Linked DNA regions of Arachis hypogaea: region 1 is linked to region 2. A link is a contact called in public Hi-C data. All regions are on one chromosome and are shown on one strand. The core of a region is the stretch at or near the end of the contact, and the rest is flanking DNA. Distances in the headings are between cores, read along the strand shown.

Evidence for each region. Hi-C and Micro-C count contacts between places; a contact is called where the count stands out from the background.
Region 1: a Hi-C map of leaf shows a contact between it and region 2, with 3 times the contacts expected there. The contact joins the enhancer-like site here to the promoter of LOC112758069 in region 2. A contact is called at or near these places in 2 of 8 Hi-C or Micro-C datasets (both in leaf).

What each region holds. Positions count from the first base shown.
Region 1 is chr16:573,182-579,580 of arahy.Tifrunner.gnm2.J5K5, forward strand. No RefSeq gene overlaps it. Among protein-coding and RNA genes, the nearest start is that of LOC112758521, 11 kb to the right of the region's middle. Within about 2 kb of position 3,695, at least 2 of the 3 cell types and tissues checked have open chromatin away from gene starts, as enhancers often do.
Region 2 is chr16:540,766-547,025 of arahy.Tifrunner.gnm2.J5K5, forward strand. LOC112758069 (gibberellin-regulated protein 1) reads left to right here and starts at 2,369. Exons shown (of 3, transcript XM_025806644.2): 1 at 2,369-2,841; 2 at 2,934-2,970; 3 at 3,059-3,648. The coding sequence starts at 2,764. The coding sequence ends at 3,240.

The DNA.
Region 1 (6,399 bases), core at 2,445-4,944, 34 kb after region 2:
TTGTAGCCTCCAACGGTTTACATACAAATTAGAAACCGTGGTTAGCTCCCACAGTTTACATAAAATTGAAATTGCACATGTACGTAAGAGGTTTCTCTTTTGTGTATTCAGGTAAACAATTCACCGAATTTATTTAATTAGGTAGATTGCCCTTTATAATATTATGATATAAAATATTAGTAATGACTTACATAATTATGTTCGAGTGATTATATTGTGTATTTTAAATATTATTTTCTTGTAAAAAAATACTCAGTTTTTCGTTTAATTTTACATTCTTAAAAAAAAAATTTACCTAACTTTTTTTTATCTTAACTTATTTAATTCCAACTATCATTTTATTTTGATATTTGTATCTTATATTTGATAACACGTATTATAACTTTCAAGTAATTAATAATTTATGATTTTTTTCAAGTAATTTTAATTAATAATTTTTGTAACTAAATACACTATAAATTTTTGATCCATTATAATTTTATAATATATTATTGATATTGTTGTCTCTTTTATGTAATTGTCATATCAAAAATGATATTACAAAAAATAATTTATAAGATTTTTTCTTTATATTTGAATAAAACCAATTCAATAACTATATATTATTCCTAAAGTGCTTTTATATAATGAAAAAATCTAAAAAAAAAGTTAAAAAATTTGTCTATAATTCGAGCCCTTCATATTAAAAATTTTAGATCCGTCCCTGATAATCTAAATACAAAAATATTTTATACTCTATTATGATTAAAATATCTTTTACTGTAATTTTATATAAATATCCTAAAAAAATACGAGTGACTCTTTTTGTTTTATAGTTTTACGTTTCGTACTTGTCAATATCCATTTCTTCTTTAGTTTTAAAACTTATATCATGGAATTAACAAATAATATGTATAATCAAATTAAAAAACAAAGAATTTTTAGTTAAATAAAAATTAACAAATTAATATCTTAAGAAAGCATAAACGTTGATAAAAATTAATAAATTTACTTTACAAATCGTGGTGGTTTTGCAAATTTTATATTTGTTTCTTTATAATTTTATACAAGGACCACGTTGTATATAAATATTGAGAGGAAAAACAATCTACTATGATTAATTTTCAATTAGTTTATTTAAGTAAATTATAGAAGGTATGACATTATGAATTTAAGATTTACGGATGCCCAGTTTTAGTGGATTCACAAAGTAAAAAAGTAAATCTTATTAATAAATCTATTATAAAGATTTTTAATAAGAAGAATGCTATATGACTAACAAGTATTATCATTTTTTTTTCCGCACTTAGTCGGTACTAATTTGTATCCATATTTATAGAAATTTTGTACACAATAAACATACAGTTTACACTTATGTTTATTAAAGTTTTGCACATGCATGAATCATTACCATTTACACTCAAAATTTTCAAAGTTTGAATACATAAATTAATAAAATTTATCTGTTAAAAATAATTTAGTATTTATATTTACAAAAAATAAACAAAACTGCTAAAAATTACTAATTTTCAAAATTTCTCTTTTAATAATAATAATAATATCAATAATAACAAGAACAAAAATAATAATAACTATGATAATATCAAAAAATAATTATTAATAGTTATTTTTATTCAAAATAAAAATATTTTCTTACAAAATTTTAACACTTTATAAATTTATACTCTCATATAATCCATGTCACAAATACATTAATAGTAAGAACTCACATAAATATTACATGATTTAGTTCTTGTTTTTTTTAGATTTCTCTCATTATTAATAATTCATGACCTTTTAGGCTGCGTTTGTTTCTAAGAATAGGACAGGACAAGCCACTAAAAATAGAACAGGACAAGACATTGATGGACAAAGACACAAAATTTTGCGTTCTTGTATTCTGTTTGGTGATAAACTAGAACAAATTATGAAAATTCAATTTATTCTCATTTTTTTCATTCAAAAAATTTGAGATGAAAAATATAACAATAAAAAATATAATTATAAAAAATTAACAAGAATAATAAAAAAATAAATAAAAAATAAGTTGTGTCCATTGTTAGTGTCTCCATGTCATTTCTGTCAGGATAGACACAGAATACACTAATTCAGTGTCTCTGGACACATTATCTCTGTTCATGTCTCCCCTGCCAAACATAATTTTGTGACTTAGTATCCCTATCTCTGTAAACAAACGCAGCCTTATTGATCTAGCATTATAACAGATTTTCACACTAAAGCCCAACCATTAAAATTTTAGAATTATCTACTTAAAAAATACTAACAGATTTTTTTTCTTCAAAACAAAGGTCCATATAATATACACATCATTTTGGTCAATTTATTTATTTTTTTTGTTCTGTTACTCATTAACAATAAGGCCTATCACTTTAATTAACAACTTTTATCTAACTCTCTACATATTATGTGTTTATTGGTCAGTCAAAATTTAACCACTCTTAATCATTATATAATATTGGCCACCAAAAACCTCCTATTAAAGATACTTGTGATTGCATCGGTAAATTGTAGGGGGTTGCAATTAGTAATATTCATGAGAATATATATTAGATATTTGAATAATATATCAGCGGTCTTCAATTCCTAGAGAATTTTATTATCATTAGTGAAGGAAGCTTTGGGATAATCATTATTGATTCCAAAAGCATGATGATAGTGTCTTATGCTTGTTTCCTTTAAACTAAACAACTTTAAGATATTTATATGAAGTCATTTCTTGAGCTGAAAACACATGTAATTTAAATAAACTGAGTTTCTCAATGATTAAAGAGAACACCCTGCTGATGAATCCCTTCAATTTTACATGCATTTGTCCTTTTTCATAAACAAAGTAAACTACAAAATTAACTGCGTATATAATGATTCATAAACCAAAGTTGATGATTATAAATTATTATAATTTTTCTTTTCTTATTACTCGCAGTTTTTTAATTTGTGATCTTATTAGTTTGATCTCTCAAACTAGAAAAGAATTTTGTTGGAAGACCATTCTCTTTATATAGGCTCTCATTTCGGCCGAACTAAATTGAATTGATAAATTTTTTATCGATTATGCTATGTGTACATTAAAATTAGCTACCAATATAAAATATATATATTAGAATATAAATATACATTAAAAATAAATTAAATTACACATAAATTTATATATAAATATATTGATAGTTAATTTTAGTATATAAATAACATTTTTAATTTTCTAATAATATAATTGGATATAAGATTTTAGTTGATCACCTCATAAATGAACATTTTTAATTACGAAAGAGAAGTATTACAAATTTTATTATATCTTTTAAGAATATAATTTTTAATGTGATTCTAAATTTTAAATATTCTACTCATCAGTAATATCATATATTTATTGAATAAATCAATGATGAGGACTTCTTTATTTAAAAGAATTTGCTTTTGACTAATAAATTATTGTATATACTAAAATTGCACAAGGCGGATTTTCAACCACCAACTTTGTTAATTTTTTTTTTTGTTTACCTAAACGATATCCCTTAACCCGACAGGTTAAAGACTAATCCATCGCGGATCTGAACAACCACCAACTTTGTTAATAAACAAACTACTTAATCCACCTAGCTTGGTTGCCATTTTCTAATTGTTATCTGTATTTTTTGGGAGGGTCATAAAATGGTAATTGGGCTTGAATTTTGGGATGTATATTCTGGGCCGTCTCTTCATACATTCAGTTCTCTTTTTTCAATATTCGTATTAGTATTGGGCCATATATGGAATATATAGACCCACTTCTTCCGCCATTCCAATATTCCATTTTCTTTGATCCATGAAATTTATTTCATTCCAATATTCCAACCTTTCATTTTTATTGCCAATGAGTTATAGTTCAAATGGCATAGTCTCTTCATACTCAATTAAAAGATTGCGGGTTCGAGTCTCTTATCTTTGGTAAAAAAAAAAAAAAAAACCTTCCATTTTTATTTCAATATTTCCCATCTATTAGATTTAAATTAGTGTTTCAAATAGATATTAAATTGAAATATACAAATAACATGCATAAAAACAAGGCACATTTTATAAGCATATAATATATATATATATATAGGGGTGATTATCTTTAAATTCTTAGGTATAAATGTAGCCTTTTCAAAGCATTATTTGACCAGACTACTACAAAATTATGAGACCAAATTGTTCATACAACGTTAACAGAAGAACTAGCAGCCCAACTAACCTAAATTAGCAATTACTTATATATAAGCATCTAAGCTAATTACATAACATAGTGGCATAGTGCGATGTTAGATTCGGTGGCAAGTTGGAATTTCCTAAATTCCAAAGGCAAAGGGACAGTAAGAAAAGCAATGAATATGACCATGTATGTGCTAAGTGCTAACGCACATAATCATCATCATATTCATATATACATGTGTTCTCCAATAATAATAATAATAATGCAATGCTAAGCTTCTTCATCGTGTCCCCTTTCTTCGAAAAGTGTTCGTTGTTTGGTCAATGACAATCCAAACAAAATACCTATCACTCTATCAGGCTATCCTACAGCCTAACGTGTTTTTTCCCCCCTTCCAATTATTGCAGAAAATTCTCCTTACTTTGACCACCATATATGATTATGTCTCTAACTCTCTAAAACATGTTTACCTAGCTATAAACTAAATTAACATAGTATATGTAGAACAAACAGAAGAAGAGGAAGAATTTGATTTGAACAATAATGAGAACGAATCTAACTAAGTTTATTTATCGGGTAGAAATGTTATAGATGAAACAAATAAAGAGAAGAGTTTTGCTAATACGATGTTTTAAAAATTGAGATACTCCCAATAAGACGCGTAAAAGGTCTTTTTGTAATGTGTCGCATTATTATTAGATGTATAATGAACCGATTATTTTTGAATTTCTTAACAAATTAGAATAAAACCGATTTTTAATAACAATAAACTCAATTGTTATCAGATTTGGTCGAACCGACTAATTTACATAACCTATTGGATCATAGATTTTTTTTTGTTTTTTTTTAAATAAAAATCAGAGATATATTTGTCTTTTTATAAAAAATTTAAACATGATTCAGTTTAAATTGTGTAAATCGATCTAATCAAATCGGGTCTAATAATTATAATGCGAATAATTAGGTTTATTATTGTTGCTATAATAAATAAATTTTATTCTGGTTTATTAAAAAATAAAATTATTAACCGATTTAATAAAAATGTCCAATAATATCATAACATACGTAAACCTTTAAAAAAAAGATATTTTTTGTGTCTTTATCGAAGTGGTCTTCTTTAAAAATACCTTTTAAGATAAATTATGTTAATTATTAGAATATATTTTTTCTTAAAACTTGAAGGTTTTTTATGTGTCTGAGGGAAATTGTTAAACGCATTATAAATAGTTGATTAGATGATATATATATGTGTTCAAATTAAATGTGTCCTTAAAATTTTATGCTGATATAATATAACTTTGCATTTCATATTTTATCTATTATCTATTTCTACTACTAATATATTTATTTACCTTATTTATTTTATGCTATGACTGTTATTAATTGGGTTAATTAAGCTATTATATATGCACAATGCTACTAATAATGTTCTCATGTCTTGCAAAAAAATTACCCCTTACATTGTTTATAGAAATTATGGAAAAAAATTCCCGGGCATGGTTGCGTCATAGTGTGATGGAAGGATGAGGGTCAATGTTAGGTGCATGTACACCTACTTTTTTAATTTATGGATATTGTCTACGTCACATGAATAGTCAACTCCTTCAAACTCGAATAATTTACTTTGTAATTTAGTAGTTAATCTTTTACATCTTTTAAATAATTTATTTTGCATGGCCGAGCAACAACCAAAATGCATCTCTAGTTAACCAAAATATTTAGTAATAAAAAAATTAATAAAAAATTAATAGAATTTATTTTATCATTATTAATAAATATTAAATAAAATAAATTCTATTAATTTTTTATCTTCTTAATATTATTGTCTAATTAATTAGTTTTTATAATCGACTACAACATAGCAATTAATAACATATTAACTTAAAACATCAAAATGTATTTATTATTATCTTATTTATTGTACATTTTAATATCGGTCATACTACACATCCGTGTAATTTTCCATCCAAATTTATCCAAGCTGATCCAACACAAAAAAAAACTCAATTCCATTATATGAGTGTGTATTCACGCGCCCAAACCCCAAAACATTTAACATTCATTTGCGCCTTTATTATGAAACAACGTTTCTTTTTCAACCTCAAAACCGCCACTGGAGAAGTTCAAACCTCTCTCAAAATCTCTCAAACCTCCATTATGTTCTCTGCGGAAATTGCTCCTACTCCAGAATCGCATCAAGCTTTCGAAAGGAAGAAGAAAAAACAAACAAAAAT
Region 2 (6,260 bases), core at 1,119-3,618:
TTTTGGTTAAAAATAAATGAACAATTTTATATACCCAAACAGGGATATTTAATTTGTTTATTCTTCATAATTATAAAACTGCTAGCCATAAAAGATGTATAGCAAATAATTTGTGATGAATATTGCGAGGTGCATATAGGACTGGAAGTGAGTCGAGTTGAGTCGAATTGGACCAAGTTCAAGTTTGACTCACTAAAATTAAGCTTGGCTCACGGCTTGATTTATTAATAATCGAGTCTATTTCTTAAGTTCAAGCTCGACTCACCAAAAACTCACGAGTTAGTTCGAGTTCATGAACTGACTCAAATAATAAGAATATAATCTATAATTTTATATCAATAAATTATAACTTATATATTTTAAAAAGATCAATTTTATATATTATTTATCTATCAATAAATTATATATAAAAAATAAATATAAAATTTTAAACAATTAAGATCATTAATATATATATATATATATAATCGAGCCAGCTCATGAGCTAATGAACCGAGCTTATCTAAACTTAAGTTTGGCTCATTTAATTTATGAGCTCAATTTCAAGTTCAAGCTTAGCTCATCAATAACTCACGAATTTAGCTTATCAAACTATTAACGAGTCGAATTCAAATTGACTCATAAATTGACTTGACTCACTTCCAACTCTAGGTGTACATACGATAATTTCAATCCATTTCAATATTAGTTATTTTTAGAATAACAGTTAACAATGCTACATTATTGCACTATTATAGCTAATTCATACTTTTACCACTATCCGGTACTAATAACAAACACCACAATTAATATATAGTACAAAATTATGAGCTAGTTTGATATAAGATAGAAAACAAAGGCGGAACGTTTTTTGTATTATTAGTGATTAGCATATCACAGCTGGGGGGTGGTGGCAACTGCATACAGCTGTCAAAGGTAGGCTAATAATACTTGTTACATAGTTCATCCTATTATTCCACATCCTTATATTGCATCCAATTTCATATATCACCATCTCTCCAAAGCCAAACTTGGCGGCAAGCCACTTTGCTAACCTTACATTCATGCATTCACTCTCTTTAATTTCCCTCCTCATCAATAATGCAACTCAGATTCTCAAATCAAATAATACTCTAAATGTAACACTTCAGATATTGTCGTATTTGATTTGATTTCTATTTGGTTCCACATATGTATACATATATATAGTCAACTCGGTATTTAATAATTAAGTCATACTCTAACTTCATTATTATAAATGTACAAAAAAGAATATAAGGCTATAGTTATTTTTTCACCCTTAGACCTAATAATAATAATATGACCCTGTAATATAATGATATGGTAATAGTGTTATAGTGCAGTAGGTGGCGATGGCTTAGATAGACATGGGATATATAGAGCATAATAATGCATGATAATCTCTCTCATGACCCGCACCAGTAAAAGCCAAGATAATAGCTGCTCATATAACACGGTCAAATGTCATACACGTAAAGCAACCTCTTCAGTCTTTGATTGCCATAAATGTTTCTTTGTTTCACGCCCAACTCTGTGTTGTTTGAGTAATCAAATACTACTATTCTCGAAGTTATCCACAATTGACTCGTTATTTTCTACTGGATATATTAAGGAGGATTATTCTCCAACTGAAAAAGGGACTATAATTATCGTCTCACACCCCATAGTTAAATAAAAAGTCTCGCTAGAGAGATAATGGACTATTTGTACAATATGTACAATGGGTTATTGAGTTATAAAATGAACATTTTTTATACTATTTAGAATAATAACTAACTCTAATACTATGTCATGATACCACTTATCCCAAAAATTTCAACTGATAGAAAAATGTAACACTAATGATTATATCTCTAATACCCCCTAAACCTCTATTGTACATATTGTACAAATATTTCATTGGCTCCTCATACTTCCTCTTAAATAAAATATACAAAAAATGATTACTAGCATGTAAGCTTAATCACAAAATGCGTGATATTAATATTCAATCTATCCTATATATAATTGTTAAAAAATAATCAATTAATTATTGTTAAATAAAAGTGCTTTAATAAATAAATTAATTCTTAATTATAAAGTGAGTCATAATACAAACATATTATATAGAGCAAAATATATTAAAATTAAAATTTATTTTTTTAGTTTATTATTTATGTTTAAAAAAAATATTATTCTCCTATATTTTTTTAGATGAAAATTCAGATGCAGTCAATTTTACGTAAAGTTGATATCTGAAGCTGAGTTTCCACCACTTTTTTAACTTAATCATACGTGAGTTTGGGTTAGGCAAATAGAGATAAGACACGTGGGGTTGGGAAGGAGGCTTGTTTAAGAGATTAATAAAAAGAAAAAGGCTTGTCTATGTGCTTTGCTTATCTATGCGCATGAAAGGCACTTGGATCCTCCTTAGCCAACCAAGCAACCTCTGCCTCCAGATGCTTCTAATGCTCATCTGCTTTAAAAGTTTTCTTCGAATTATGTGAAATTATATTTGGTGGAGGGGTAACTAAGACACCAAACTTTGTATCAAAATTGAGGTCTCTATTTGCGCGTATATATCACATCACAAAAATTGATGTCCCCACTTGTTGTATGTTTACATCTACAAATACATATATTCCCATACAATAATTAATTAATTAATATATACTCATCATGATGCTAACAACTTCATAGCTAGAGCCCCTGCCTCATCAACTATAAATACCAACTCCGATCCTCTGCTTCTCATTCAACACATACATACTTCTTCAAATAAAAATGGCTCTCTCTAAGCTTCTACTTGCTTCCCTTCTTGCTTCTCTTCTCATCATTCAACTTGTTCATGCCGATCACCAGGTCTTAATTGCTTTCAACATTCATCATCCTCTATCTACTTCTTTAATTTATGGTTTAACTAATTCATGCACTTGTTTATTCTGAAACTGCAGGCATACCAACAAACGCAGGGTTCTCTTCAGCAGATAGGTATACAAACAAATTAAAACTAAACATATAATATTTTACACATAAATATATATATATATATGATGTAATTGATTTGGATTAATTACAGACTGTAGCGGAGCATGTGCTGCAAGGTGTCGGTTATCATCTCGTCCAAACCTCTGCCGCAGAGCCTGTGGAACTTGCTGCCAGCGTTGTAACTGCGTGCCGCCGGGCACCGCCGGCAACCAGGAAGTGTGTCCTTGCTATGCTAGCTTGACCACTCACGGTGGCAGGCGCAAGTGCCCTTAATTCCAACCAATTACTTAAAGGTAAAAACTCAGGTGCAGTTGACTTCACGTGAAGTTGATAGCTAAGAATCGTTAGATGAAAATTTAGTCCAATCAATCAAATTATCTAACGACTCTCAGTTATCAATTTCACATATTTCACGTAAAGTTGACTGTATCTAAGTTTTCACCTTACTTAAATCCATGCATGTGTATATTACTCCATCACCACGCTCTCAATAAACTTATGGAAGAATAATAATTATTTACTCGTTTTTTTTGTTCAATCCTTGTTGAATCAATAATCATTATTGTGCGAATTTGGTGGTTTCGTTTTCTTTTTATTTTGTTTATATATGTACCTTAATTTGCTGTACGGTTGTATCAATTATGTTATTAATAAAAGAGTTTACTATTTCATGTTTTATAATTATATTATCTTATAGACATTATTGATATATATCTACATTTACTTGATCTATTGTGTTTGATGGTTAACAATAATTATTAGAACTAAGTTTTAGTCTTAAAATATAAAATTGTAATTTTTTAATACTTTCAAAAAATAGTTGAAATAGATATATAGAACTAAAATTTTTAAAATTAAAAACTATAATTTTAATAATATTTTAAAAAAAAATTATTTAATTATTTAATTTTTATATTTATTTTAAATTAAATATAATATTAAAATATAATTCAGTCTAATATATTTTATTCTAAATATACTACAAAAATTTAATTTAATTTCAATTTCTTAATTTATATTTTTCAATACCAATTTCAATTTCTCTTTTAAATACCATCTTCAAATTTTTTGGTTTCCATACCATCTTCAAATTTAGAAGAGGCTTTATAGTTTATAGGTCAACAAACATATTAAAATCTCATTAATTTTAGAACATTAGTAAATTATGTTATACTATGAGAAAATCTCATTACTTAGTAATTTTTTCCCCTATGTTTCTAATGCAATAATTAAACTAATAAATAGAAAATAATATTTTTCCCCCTCTTATACTCGGATAATATAGGTAAGGTACTTGGCATAGGTGACAAAACAGATGTCTCTGTCAACACACGCCAACAAACCATATTTGTACTTCCTCTTTTGATTTGTATGCCGCTTTGGTTTTTATGCACATAACAATAACATGTTTAAAGTGGTCCACTTCCTATACCAAAAATAAAAATCCACTACTATAATATTCTTTTTAGTTTAAAATATAATTCACTTCTTTAACATTAAATATATAAAACAACAGTGATGTGTATTATAAGTTCGGCAAATACAAATATTTAAAGCATCTGTAAGATAAGAATTTCAATTTGAAATTAAAATTCAATTTAAATTTTTAACAAAGCAACAAATTAAACAAAATTAAATAAGTTCGATTCAATATGTTGTTAATCATATCATTTGAACTCCTATCATTATTCTTCTAGAAAAATTCAATATAAAGGTAACCTACATGAACAATTTCTTTAATTTGAACTGTCAAAACAAGACAAAGTTGGTATTATTTATTTATTTATTGAAACTCAAGTGTAGCGTTGGCGGAGAGATTGAGACCGAGAGATTTAGACAGAGAAATAAAGACTAAAATAAGTTTTAATATTGTATTTTGTGTAAAATATAAGACAGAGACTAATAGAAGTGAACACGGGTCGGATTGGTTCGGGTTTAGGGTGAAATTAGAACCAAAGCAATTGAATTATAATTGGTTCGGTTTGATTCGATTTATGTTTTTTGTGTATGTATTCGAACCAAACTAAACCGATTAAAAACGGATTAGTTCGGTTCAAATAATTAGGTATCCGATGAAATAGAAATTCATAAAAAAAAGTTAAAAAAACAAAATTGTTATTTTAAAAATTGTTAAGTACAATAAACATGTAAAATTAATAGAAATAATTCAAAGTTCAAACGTGTTAAACACCAAATATATTATCTAAACACATTAAATATATGAGAGTAGCTGCACTTAGAGAAGAAGTGCTTCCAACAACAGTATCACTTACAGGTAAGGTGAGGTTTGAGAAAACTCTGTTGGGATTTATTCCATGGAGTGAAAAAACCGATGCTAGTGTTAGGGTTAGTGGGTGAGAAACTCAAAATCATTAAAAGGCATATATATTTTTTAAATTATTATTTTTTTATTTAATTATTATATTGTCGGGTTTATGGGTTGGTTCGGGTTCTGCACTTCCAAAACCGTTACTCGAACCAATTACCAGAGAGAGGTATTGGTTTGGTTCAAGTCGGACTCGATTATCCGTTGGTTCTAAAACCAATTTAATTGGTTTGGTTCGGATTTAGACAGATAATCAGGTACCTGCTATCCGTGCTCATTTTTAGAGACTGAAATAAAAATAAAACTTTAATTTAATTTGTACAAAAATAAAATTAGAATTAATTATTTAAAATATAAATATTTTAAGTATAAAATGTTATTAAAATTTCAATTTTTATCCTTAAAAATTGTAATTTCTTGTATTTTTATTTTTTAAAAATACTAAAATATTAAAATTTCAGAAATAAAAATTAAAATTTTAGTACTAATTTTCATACTAACAAATATAATACTAACTACTAAATCTCAATTTCCAATTTTCGTTTCAAAATCTCAAAACAAGTACTACCTTCGAGATAAGACTATAATAACCTAAGCAAGTTATGGTTCTCATCAATAACATTGATTCATATATAGGCCCACATACACAAGAATTCCATGATGGTTACTTCAATCTTAACCTCATTCAAACATGATATGTGTATGTTCATGTTGCTATCAGAATATGCCAGCTGTTTTCGAACTTGCATTGTTTCTTTCCTTCAAAATCAAGGACAGTAATGTAAACTTCTCCATTATTTTACCCTATCCATCACCAAGTTTCATTAGTTTCAGGCACCTTATAATAAGTAATTCAAAAGACCAATGGATACTCTACTTAATTAATTACTTGTTTAATAATCTAAGTCACTCGTGCTCGTGGTATTTTTCTTAAGGATATTTATAATTAAGCTCATTTTTTGGGAAC